2 separate regions of the Ovis aries genome follow, and region 1 is linked to region 2. Evidence: chromatin contacts called from public Hi-C data. All regions are on one chromosome and are shown on one strand. The core of a region is the stretch at or near the end of the contact, and the rest is flanking DNA. Distances in the headings are between cores, read along the strand shown.

The links. A called contact is a pair of places that touch in the nucleus more often than the background predicts.
Region 1: a Hi-C map of tail adipose tissue shows a contact between it and region 2, with 5 times the contacts expected there. The contact joins the enhancer-like site here to the promoter of PLK2 in region 2. A contact is called at or near these places in 2 of 16 Hi-C or Micro-C datasets (mesenteric adipose tissue and tail adipose tissue).

What each region holds. Positions count from the first base shown.
Region 1 is chr16:21,258,039-21,262,814 of ARS-UI_Ramb_v3.0, forward strand. No RefSeq gene overlaps it. Among named protein-coding and RNA genes, the nearest start is that of PLK2, 220 kb to the left of the region's middle. Within about 2 kb of position 3,208, at least 5 of the 54 cell types and tissues checked have an H3K27ac peak or open chromatin away from gene starts, as enhancers often do.
Region 2 is chr16:21,040,349-21,045,396 of ARS-UI_Ramb_v3.0, forward strand. PLK2 (polo like kinase 2) reads left to right here and starts at 2,016. Exons shown (of 14, transcript XM_004016964.6): 1 at 2,016-2,415; 2 at 3,042-3,149; 3 at 3,293-3,409; 4 at 3,608-3,737; 5 at 3,969-4,056; 6 at 4,510-4,605; 7 at 4,714-4,912; 8 at 5,007-5,048. The coding sequence starts at 2,146.

The sequences.
Region 1 (4,776 bases), core at 1,958-4,457, 220 kb after region 2:
AGTAATTTATGTGCTGTGGAAGATGAGGGATGAAGAAGAATCTAGAATCAATCAATGGTTTCTGAGTTGTGTGATGGCTGGAGGATGGTGTCACTCATTGTTATTTATGAAAAATGAACTCCCAAATCTCAACATGCAACCCAGGACTTATGCCTGACCATAGACTTCTCAGGTTAAAGTCTTGAGTCTATTTCTGTTGGCTGGGCAAGGTATTTAACCTCTTTGCTTTGTTTTTTCACCTATAAAATGTTTGTTGTAAAATAAAGTGTGTATGAATATTGGGTTAATACATGTAAAAGAGAGGAGTATCTGGTACAAAGTGCTCAATAAATAGTAACAATTATTATTATTACTACAGTAACAATCTCATGCATCCAGAGTGAATTGGTTACCTAGGAATCTAAATAAAGAGAAGTTGTCTCTGTATAAAAGTCCTGGAAAAATCAGTATTTATGGAGTTTCAAGGAAGAAAAGCCCGTGCAAGATTTGAAGAAGAAAATTATTAGAGAAATAGAAGAAAACAAAACAAAACAGAGGGGTTGAGCATAAAGAACCCAAATAAGTACTCTCAAGAAGAAAGATATCTACAGTGACCAACATGGTGGGCCAGTAAGACAGCAGTACACACACGCTGACTGCATTGTACAAGATGAGATGAATTGATGACCTGAGAGCAAGTTTAGTGGAGGGGGAGGGCTGAGACTTGGTGGCAGAGGGTTGAGAATAAAAAGATAAATAGTAAATAGAGACTCGTCTTGAGAAGCTGAAGCAGGTGGGAAGTCAATTTTACATGTATCCTTCATTCTATTTCCCCTACCCTCCTGCCACTATAATTCACTCTCTCCCATGAGTCTTTATTTCTCTTTAGTGTGTAAAACAGTCCTCCCTTGACACAAATCCCACTTATTCAGTTGACTTCCCACCTTCTTAGAATAACCTAAAAACCCTAGTGAAGGCATGCACATTTGGCCTGAAGATTAAAACTTCAGAATGATTCAGAGGAGATGGATGCTGGGGTGGATAATTCTGTGAAGTCAATCTGAGCAGAAAAAGATACTTAGAAATGGTGTTATTTGAAGATTTTAATCTCCTGACACTGAGTCACTTTAAAGGAAGTGACAGGTCCCTGGAGAGTGACTGATGGAACAGGATATGGTCACTTTAGGTTTGGGGTCCCTTTTAGTGTGTGAGGAAGTCCGGGAAAGGATAGCTGTGTACTACATTCTTAGTTCTCATCAAACCCAGCCATTATTGTCTGAGGAAATTCCATAGTGGTGCTGGGTTCTGTAGCACTGAACAGTCGGCCTTCAGGTCCACAGATCTGTTTATAATCACGCCTACTTCTCTTGTGCTATCATCGCCAGTACAGCTATGGATGCCCCAACACAGATGGATTAGTATTGTATCAGCATTAGTGACATATCAGGGATCCTTTTACCTTGTGATCAGGTTTTTTGCCTGTGGATTTTTGTTTTTTGTTGTTTCTCTATCCAAGGAATTCAAATGACTAATTCTCAGAGCCAGAGTTACACATAGTAATAGATGAACATCCATGTGAGCAGACCGTAGCACAGTCTTGATCCCCGAGTCAGCCCTTAAGCTGAACATAAAGTTGTCTTAAGATCCCAGGGTATCTGAACAAACTTTAGAGTCCTGGTGGATCAGCAGAGGGGCGAGGAGAATGCTGGCTCCCAAGACAGGTGTTCGGAATGGGAGTGAATGAGTGAGTGAGAAAAGGACTTATACTCAGCAAGAATTATTAGTATTGTATTAATGAGACATCTGAGCAGAGGAGGTGGGAAAGTCCCTTGTGTTTCATTATGATGCGGGCTTAAGAATTTACTCTGTGTGGAAGAAATGGTCTGCATTAGGGAAAAGCTGCTGGTACATGTGGTCTTTTAGAAGCTGTATAGAGGCATGTATTGATGTTGGTTTTATATGCAGAATGCCTGAATTATAATTCTAGTCATAGGCAAAGCGCTTACCATCAGGGCATATGCATCTTTGTGCACATGTGGAGAGTGAGGTTACTCTGGAAAGAGATGTGATTTCCCAGCCAAGATGGCTCATTTATTTTGATAGCTGTAAGCGCACAAAAGAGAATGGGCATAGCCTTTAGCTGCAGGTGTTCCTGGGGAGCGCAGATTGGCGGGGGCTGGTTGGTGGAAAACCTGTAGACTTCCTCTCCAAAGAGAAGCTGGGAAATCATCCAACACGTCCCACTTTCCTGACAGGAAGCAAGATGTGGGGACAGGAAGGCTGTGTCAATAAAGCAGCAAGGCTAAGCCTTTTGTGATTGTTTTTGCATCACAACTATTCCACAGCCAAGCTTATGAAATTTTGCTTCTGAACAATTGTAACGTGCTGATCTTCAACAAAATGGAAGAGGAACTGAGTTTGCGGTCCTTTCCCGTGAAATCTTCTGTAAAACAACACAGAAAGGAAACTTCAGAATGGGAGCCACCCTTGTCACACCAAGAGTGCTAATTAGGGCATCGAAGATCACCTGCTGCGTCACAACTGCCCAAGAGAGGAGGATGTGCGCTTCTCAGGAGGGGTTTCCTGCTGGGGCTGGTAGCTTCAGCCCTGGGACCTTCCTGACCCTGGTCTAAGAAATAATCCACTCCATGTTTCTAGAGTTGCTTCCCTGATCCCTCTACTGTGCTTCCCAAAAAGTCTAAAGTAGCTCATTTTTACCCTCACCAACCCATTCCCCCAAACACACAATCTCTCATTTCTGACAGTCAGTTCTTTAGGCTGATGACCCAGTTAATGAGTAAAGTCTTTCCCAACTCCATCAGCCTCTCCACTTCTTCCTCTGATTGTAATGGCCTCACACATCCCCCACTCATTGTCCCTCTTAACACAGCTGCTAATGGGAGCAAGAATTATTCTGCTTCCCACAGCTCCCACAGTCTAGGAGGGGAAATATGTTAGGATGGTTGAAAGAAGGCTCTTGGGCTGAGGACTCAAACCCAACGTGAAGATGCCTGAATCACTTTGATGAAACCCCTGAATCAAAATAACTTGGTCTCTGTTGCAGTTTAGTTCCCTATTTAACAAATTGAGGATTTAGCACCACGTTGCATCAGAAGGGATGTGTCTTGAGAGAGGTATGGACAAACAGTATGGGCAAAGCTATTGAAGGAACATATTGGGTGAAAATATAAGAAAAAAACTGGTACAAGGGTTTTTAGACGAGGACCTATAGAACTGCCTCATCTTTTTGCTCCTGTTCCTTCATCTAGCCAACAAATTTCTATTGCACACAAAGTTTATGCCAGATATGGTTCTGAGTAATGGGAATACCAGACAAGGCAATATCAGGCCAAAAAAGAAAAAAAAAAAAGCTAGTTAGAATAGAGCTTCTATTCTCATTCAACATATTTTCATAGAGCATAGATGTCCCTATTTTGTAGGGATAGGCCTGGTTTCACCCTACTGTTTCATAGAACTATTAATACTTCACCCTTTCACTCCAAAATTTCTCTGTTCAGCCAGTAATTTACATAGGCATGCTCACTCGTCTGCCAAGAGCTCTATGCAGGATGAGCTGGTCTTGAGGGAAAATGTGGAGCAGGGTAAACAAGCAGACAAAACAATTAACATTCAAAAGTGCTTGAGTACAAAGCACAAGTTGCTGAGAGCACTTAGCTAGATCTTAAAAAAAATACCAACATTTGACTGAAAGATAAGGGGAAAAAGGTAAAGAGGCAGGATGAACACATTAGAACTACTATTTTGCTTTCTAACTGGAATAGTCAGAAAACACAGTTGCTGCTGCTGCTAATTTACTTCCGTTGTGTCCGACTCTGTGAGACCCCATACACAGTAGTACAAAGAGCAATGGAGGAAAATGATGTGTTTGGGGATGTGTATCCAGTTCAAGGCCCAAATGATTTGAATATCACAAGAAACCAGAATTTGCTGAAATGAGAGAATATAGCTGATATAAATATATTTTTAATATATGCTTTTAAATATCTTCTGTTCTTTTTCACACTCTGGACCCCATCTCTGCTTTATGTATATACATATACACACACAGTCACATACAGCTGAAGAATGAAACATATGTATATGTGTACACATCTTTATGCATATGTTCCATATTTACATATATGCTCGATTCTTCAGCCATATGATGGTCTAAGGTAAGGGATGCTCTATGTAAGAGAAACCCAGAGAGCACAGACTTCTCCTGAGTGCCTTCCAAACGTCACCCTTTATTTTGATTTTGCCCTTCCCTTTTTCTTTTTGATTATTTTACTTTCCTTCTGCTAGGGAATTTTTGCTTTTTCTCTTTTTTAACTAGGAGTATATTTTAATTTTTAAAATTGTCTTTTACTTAAAATTTTTTTTAGCTTTATTGAGAATTAATTGACAAAATTGTAAGATATTTAAAGTAAACATCATGGTGATTTTTATACAGCTTTTAAAGATTACTTTCCATTTGCAATTATTACAAAATATTGGCTATATTCCCCATGTTGCACAATACATCCTCGAGCCTATCTTTCACCCAGCAATTTGTACCTCACATTCCCCCATGCTTAGATTACCACCCCTCTCCACACACACACACTGGCAGCCACTAGTTTGTTCTCCAAATCTGTGAGTCTGCTTCATTTTTGTTATATTCCCTTGTTTTTTGTGTATTTTAGATTCCACACACAAGTGATATCACAGAGTATTTTTCACTTGTATTTTTTCTTTTTAGAAATAGCTAAATTACACTAACCAGTCCTGTTGCTGATGGAGAAGTCTTTCTTACTG
Region 2 (5,048 bases), core at 766-3,265:
ATCATGATTATTCTTCACAGTCCTTTTATCATAAAAAGTCATAAACAAACTAGATTTAAAAGTTCATTATCAGCAGATAAAATACACGTGGTGTAAAATTAGCTCTGGAAATTCAGGTAGTAATTTCTAAACCAGCAAGCCTACTATAGGCTAGTAAACAACTCTGCCTAAATCTGGGGGGCAAAGGTCACCCCTAGGTTTAACTTTAAAGAGGAAGATTACATAAGTCTTCATGTCTACCTCTAGGTCCACCCCTGCCCTGACAATCTGGGGGTAAAGTTCACTTTTACAAGAAACATGCCTGGGCTTGCCCTGTTTACAGAATCAAAAAGGAAGAGTCATAGAAGACTTTCTCTTTCTACTTTGTAATGCCAGTGACACTCCTTTCTACACTATGTGGGAAGGACTTGAGACAGTCTTTGAAACCATGCATACCTAAGTCACTGATAACATGCATTGTTGTTGTTTTAGTTGCGAAGTCCCATTGGACTCTTTTGCGACCCCATGAACTGTGTAGCCCAGCAAGCTCCTCTATCCACAGGATTTCCCAGGCAAGAATACTCCTTGATGGTATCTGGACTTGAGCCAACCCTTTTCTAAACACTTTCCAGGGGGTTAGTAACCTGATGTTCTATATAGATCTGGAAATTAGTATTGAAATATTGTGAAATATATCTTATCTTAGATTTAAAAATTTGCCTACTGATCATTAACATAACTTGGATGATCTAAATACTTATACAGAGAGACTATATAAGAAGTTACAAATTCTTTAAACACCAGATTCGTCATCTGTAAAATGGGAATAACAGTATTTTCTACTTAAAATGGATGCAGAATTAAATAAGGCATTTGAAAACACTAAATATGGTGTCCTGCACATAAAAATACTATTGTCATTAGAGCAAGAAACAATGGTGTTCCTAGGTAGGCACATCTGAATTGTAAAATCTGGAAACAGGAAACAGCCATGTTTTAACTCACTAGGCTATGTTCCTCCCTCATGCTCCAATTCCCTCCATTTGGAAGGCCTAAGACTGCCTCTTTCAGCACCAGAGCAACCTCGTGGCTTAATGAGCCATTTAAACGACGCAGTCTGCATAACCCCTTCGGAAGAAGAGATAGATGGTCTCGACTGTAAAACCATAATCAGCACCAGGAGCCGGATTACACTACTTATTGTCAAAGCAAGCCCATAAGGCGGCCCACTCCAACCGCTAACTGCGCTTCTGGCACATTCCACGAGATGGCGCCTTTGCTCCCAGTCTTCGGACATACTGAAGGCGAAGCCTTTCCCAGGCAACTGCCTCCCTCGCCAAGGTTAAGAGCCTGACTTCGGATAAAGGCTTGATCTAGGGTGATGGGCACTAAGTGGGACTTGGCCATGGTTAGCCGACCGGCCTGAGCCGAAGTCTGCCTCGTTCAGAAGCAGCGAGGAGCTCCGAAGACCCTGCTCCGGGAATCCCTGCCTTTCAGGGGCACGGCCTCCCCGGAGGGACCCTCTAGACAGGAGCTGGTAGGGTAAAAGAGCGGGGTCCGCGGCAGCCCGGTGGCCCGGGGGAAGCCTCACGTGCCTGTGCAGTGGACTCTGGCCACAGTCACCCCATGACACCGGAGGCGTCAGGTTGCGGGGCGGTCAGCAAGGGCTTTGCGAGGGAGGGAACCTGCGATGACCGCAGCGCCGCGGGCCACCGGGTGGGGCCGAGGCGTCGGCCCCCGGGTTTCTACATCAAACCTAGAAGTTCGAACATTCCAAGAACGGGGTGCTGGTCACGAGGACGGCCGGACGCCTGTGTCCGCCTCCTCATCGCGGGGGGCGCTTCCCCGCGGCCAGACCTCCCGCTGTCGCACGTTCCTCGCGAGCGGAAACCCAGCGGCCCTTAACGACCTCTCGCCTGGCCCCGCGCGCTCTAGAGGCCGGTGGGCGGGGCGTTGCCCGTGACGTCGCGTTCCGTGTCGATTCTCCGCCCCCTTCTCCGCCCATATATAAGACTTCGCCCGGCGCTCGCACTCTCACAAGTGGACCGAGGCGTCGGGCGCGGGAGGTTGGCAGCGGTGGCGGGGCGGAGCTCGAGGGCAGAGGCCGGCTCGGTCGTGTGTCCGCGCCTCGGAGGTGGTGGCCGGTAGTTAGGCGACGAGGCGACCATGGAGCTCTTACGGACTATCACCTACCAGCCTGCCGCCAGCACCAAGATGTGCGAGCAGGCTCTGGGCAAGGCTTGCGGCGGGGACTCGAAGAAGAAGCGGCCGCAGCCGTCCCCCGAGGAGCCGCAGCCGCCGCAGACCCCGGCGCAGGTGCAGCCGGCGGTCCCGCACCATCATCACCACCACTCGCACTCGGGGGCCGAGATTTCGCGGATTATCATCGACCCCACGACGGGGAAGCGCTACTGCCGCGGCAAAGTGCTGGGAAAGGTGACGAGCGGCGGGCGCCCAGCTGCCAGGCGGGAGGGAGGTCTGCCCGGGCGTTTCCCCCGCCCTCCACCCCCTACCCCGCGGGCCGGGCCGGGCCGGACCTGGAGTCCCCGCTCCCCCGCCGTTTCTCGAGGTCTCGGTAATCGGAGCTCGGCGCGGCGTGGGGTGGTTACCTGCCCTCCTTTGGCTTTTGTGCACTGACAGCGCGGGGGTCGCGTTCTCCATCCTTGACCGCGGCTGTCTGCCTCCTCCACGAGCCCCAAGACATTGATCTTGAGGCCAGAAGCGAGGGTTTTCTACACCACACCTAGCCCTCCAGATGCCTCCCCACCCCCACCCCAGAGGATTTCCTTGCACATCTCTTCAGATCCTATTTCTCATCTCCCCGACCCCCAGCCCCGCTCCGTAAAGCTCCTATTTGTAAAAGGAGAAGGGGCACCGGTTTAACTTAACTGTTGTTAGGAGTGCTTTCCCTTCGTGAAGGAGCTTTTGAAAAAGTAGACCGCGTCCCTCTGTCCACCCTTCCTCATATTTTTGCTTATCTTTCTCGTTTATTTGTTTAAAAAAAAATCTGCCGTCCATGTTCCTGCCATACTCAATTCCCTCTTGGCTTTGTTTCCTTTCAGGGTGGCTTTGCAAAATGCTACGAGATGACAGATTTGACTAACAACAAAGTCTATGCTGCAAAAATTATTCCTCACAGCAGAGTAGCCAAACCTCATCAAAGGGAAAAGGTGTGTATGACTGTTGAGTAAAATATTTTCTTTGTGTGCAGAGATGGCCCTTCCCTGTTAGGAACATGTCTTCTGCATGTGTAAGCAGCTGGCTTTGCAGAGGTGAAGGAGGCTAATAAGACTGATCTTGCTTTTCGTTTTAGATTGACAAAGAAATAGAGCTTCACAGAATTCTCCATCACAAGCACGTCGTGCAGTTTTACCACTACTTCGAGGACAAAGAAAACATTTACATTCTTTTGGAATATTGCAGTAGAAGGGTAAGTCTTCACTCATCTGAGTGCATGTTCTTCCTGCACACTGACCTGGCATTCAAATTGCACTTTATCTGGCAATTTGATTGTGGACATAATTATAATATGGCAGCATTACCTTTCATCGCTCCTCCTGCATAAGGAAACTACTGATGCTGGCAACTTTATTTGACAGATTCTCTTTTTCCCTTCTCCTCCTCCCAGTCCATGGCTCATATCTTGAAAGCAAGGAAGGTGTTGACAGAGCCAGAAGTCCGATATTACCTCAGGCAGATCGTGTCTGGACTAAAGTACCTTCACGAACAAGAAATCTTGCATAGAGATCTCAAACTTGGTGAGCCTTTCATTCCAAACCCTGACTTTCGTATCAGAGGTGCATGCTCTCTTTCCCTTTTCTTACATAGTTAATGTTCTTAGTTGGGATCTAGCCAATGCAGTGTTGCTTCTGAATGATGGCTCGCCTGTTAAGCAGCTGGCTGCCTGCCTCTCGAGTGGATGGATGTGTGTGTACTTGGTTAGAATATTTTTTCAAGAGAATTCAGACTTTTTTGTTGTTGTCCTCCAGGGAACTTTTTTATCAATGAAGCCATGGAACTAAAAGTTGGGGACTTTGGTTTGGCAGCCAGGCTGGAACCCTTGGAACACAGGAGAAGGTAAGAGTCACAAGAATACATCTTAACTAGGGTTTTGTGGAGATCAAACATGCCCTTTTTATCTTCCAATTAATGTTTCATAGGTTAGTTGATATTAAAATCTATAAACTGCTACAATGTTAATTGAAGGAAATACTTACTCAGTGCCACTATAGCCTAGGCAGAGTATCTTCAGCCATAAGTTGATTATGAAACAAATCTTTTATTTGCCTGAAATGTATAAAAGTGTCCTGCTGTACCTGGTCTCAGTTGGCTTAAAGCACTTTGTCATGTGGCTGAAAACAATTGTACATGCATTAAAAAAAAAATTACCAAGTCGTTTGGTGAAATGTCAATTGTTCATACGCCAAAAGTTAAATGTTTTCAAATAGAAATTCAGCGTAGCTTACCCAGAGAACTAAGTTTAAACAAGAGGAGAGTTCCTAGTGAAATCTTCGTATTTTGTTTTCCCAGGACGATATGTGGTACCCCAAATTATCTTTCTCCTGAAGTCCTCAACAAACAAGGACATGGCTGTGAATCAGACATTTGGGCCTTAGGCTGTGTAATGTAAGTAAATGTACCAAAATAATAAAAAGTCAAATTTAGATATAGATTTTAGCACTGGAAAATAATTGCTTTATGATGGTTCCTAAAGAGGTGTTTCCTTGTATACAGGTACACAATGTTACTAGGAAGACCTCCATTTGAAACTACAAATCTGAAAGAAACTTACAGATGTATAAGAGAAGCAAGGTATACAATGCCTTCTTCATTGCTGGCTCCTGCTAAGCACTTAATAGCTAGCATGTTGTCCAAAAATCCAGAAGATCGTCCCAGTTTGGATGACATCATTCGACATGATTTCTTTTTGCAGGTTGGTGGATTTTTTTTTTTTTCATCTTTTTATAACATGCTCTTGATCCTAATTTCCCAGCAGGTTACTGAAAGACTTTTCTTATGCTTCCCAGGGCTTCACTCCAGATAGACTCTCTTCTAGCTGTTGTCACACA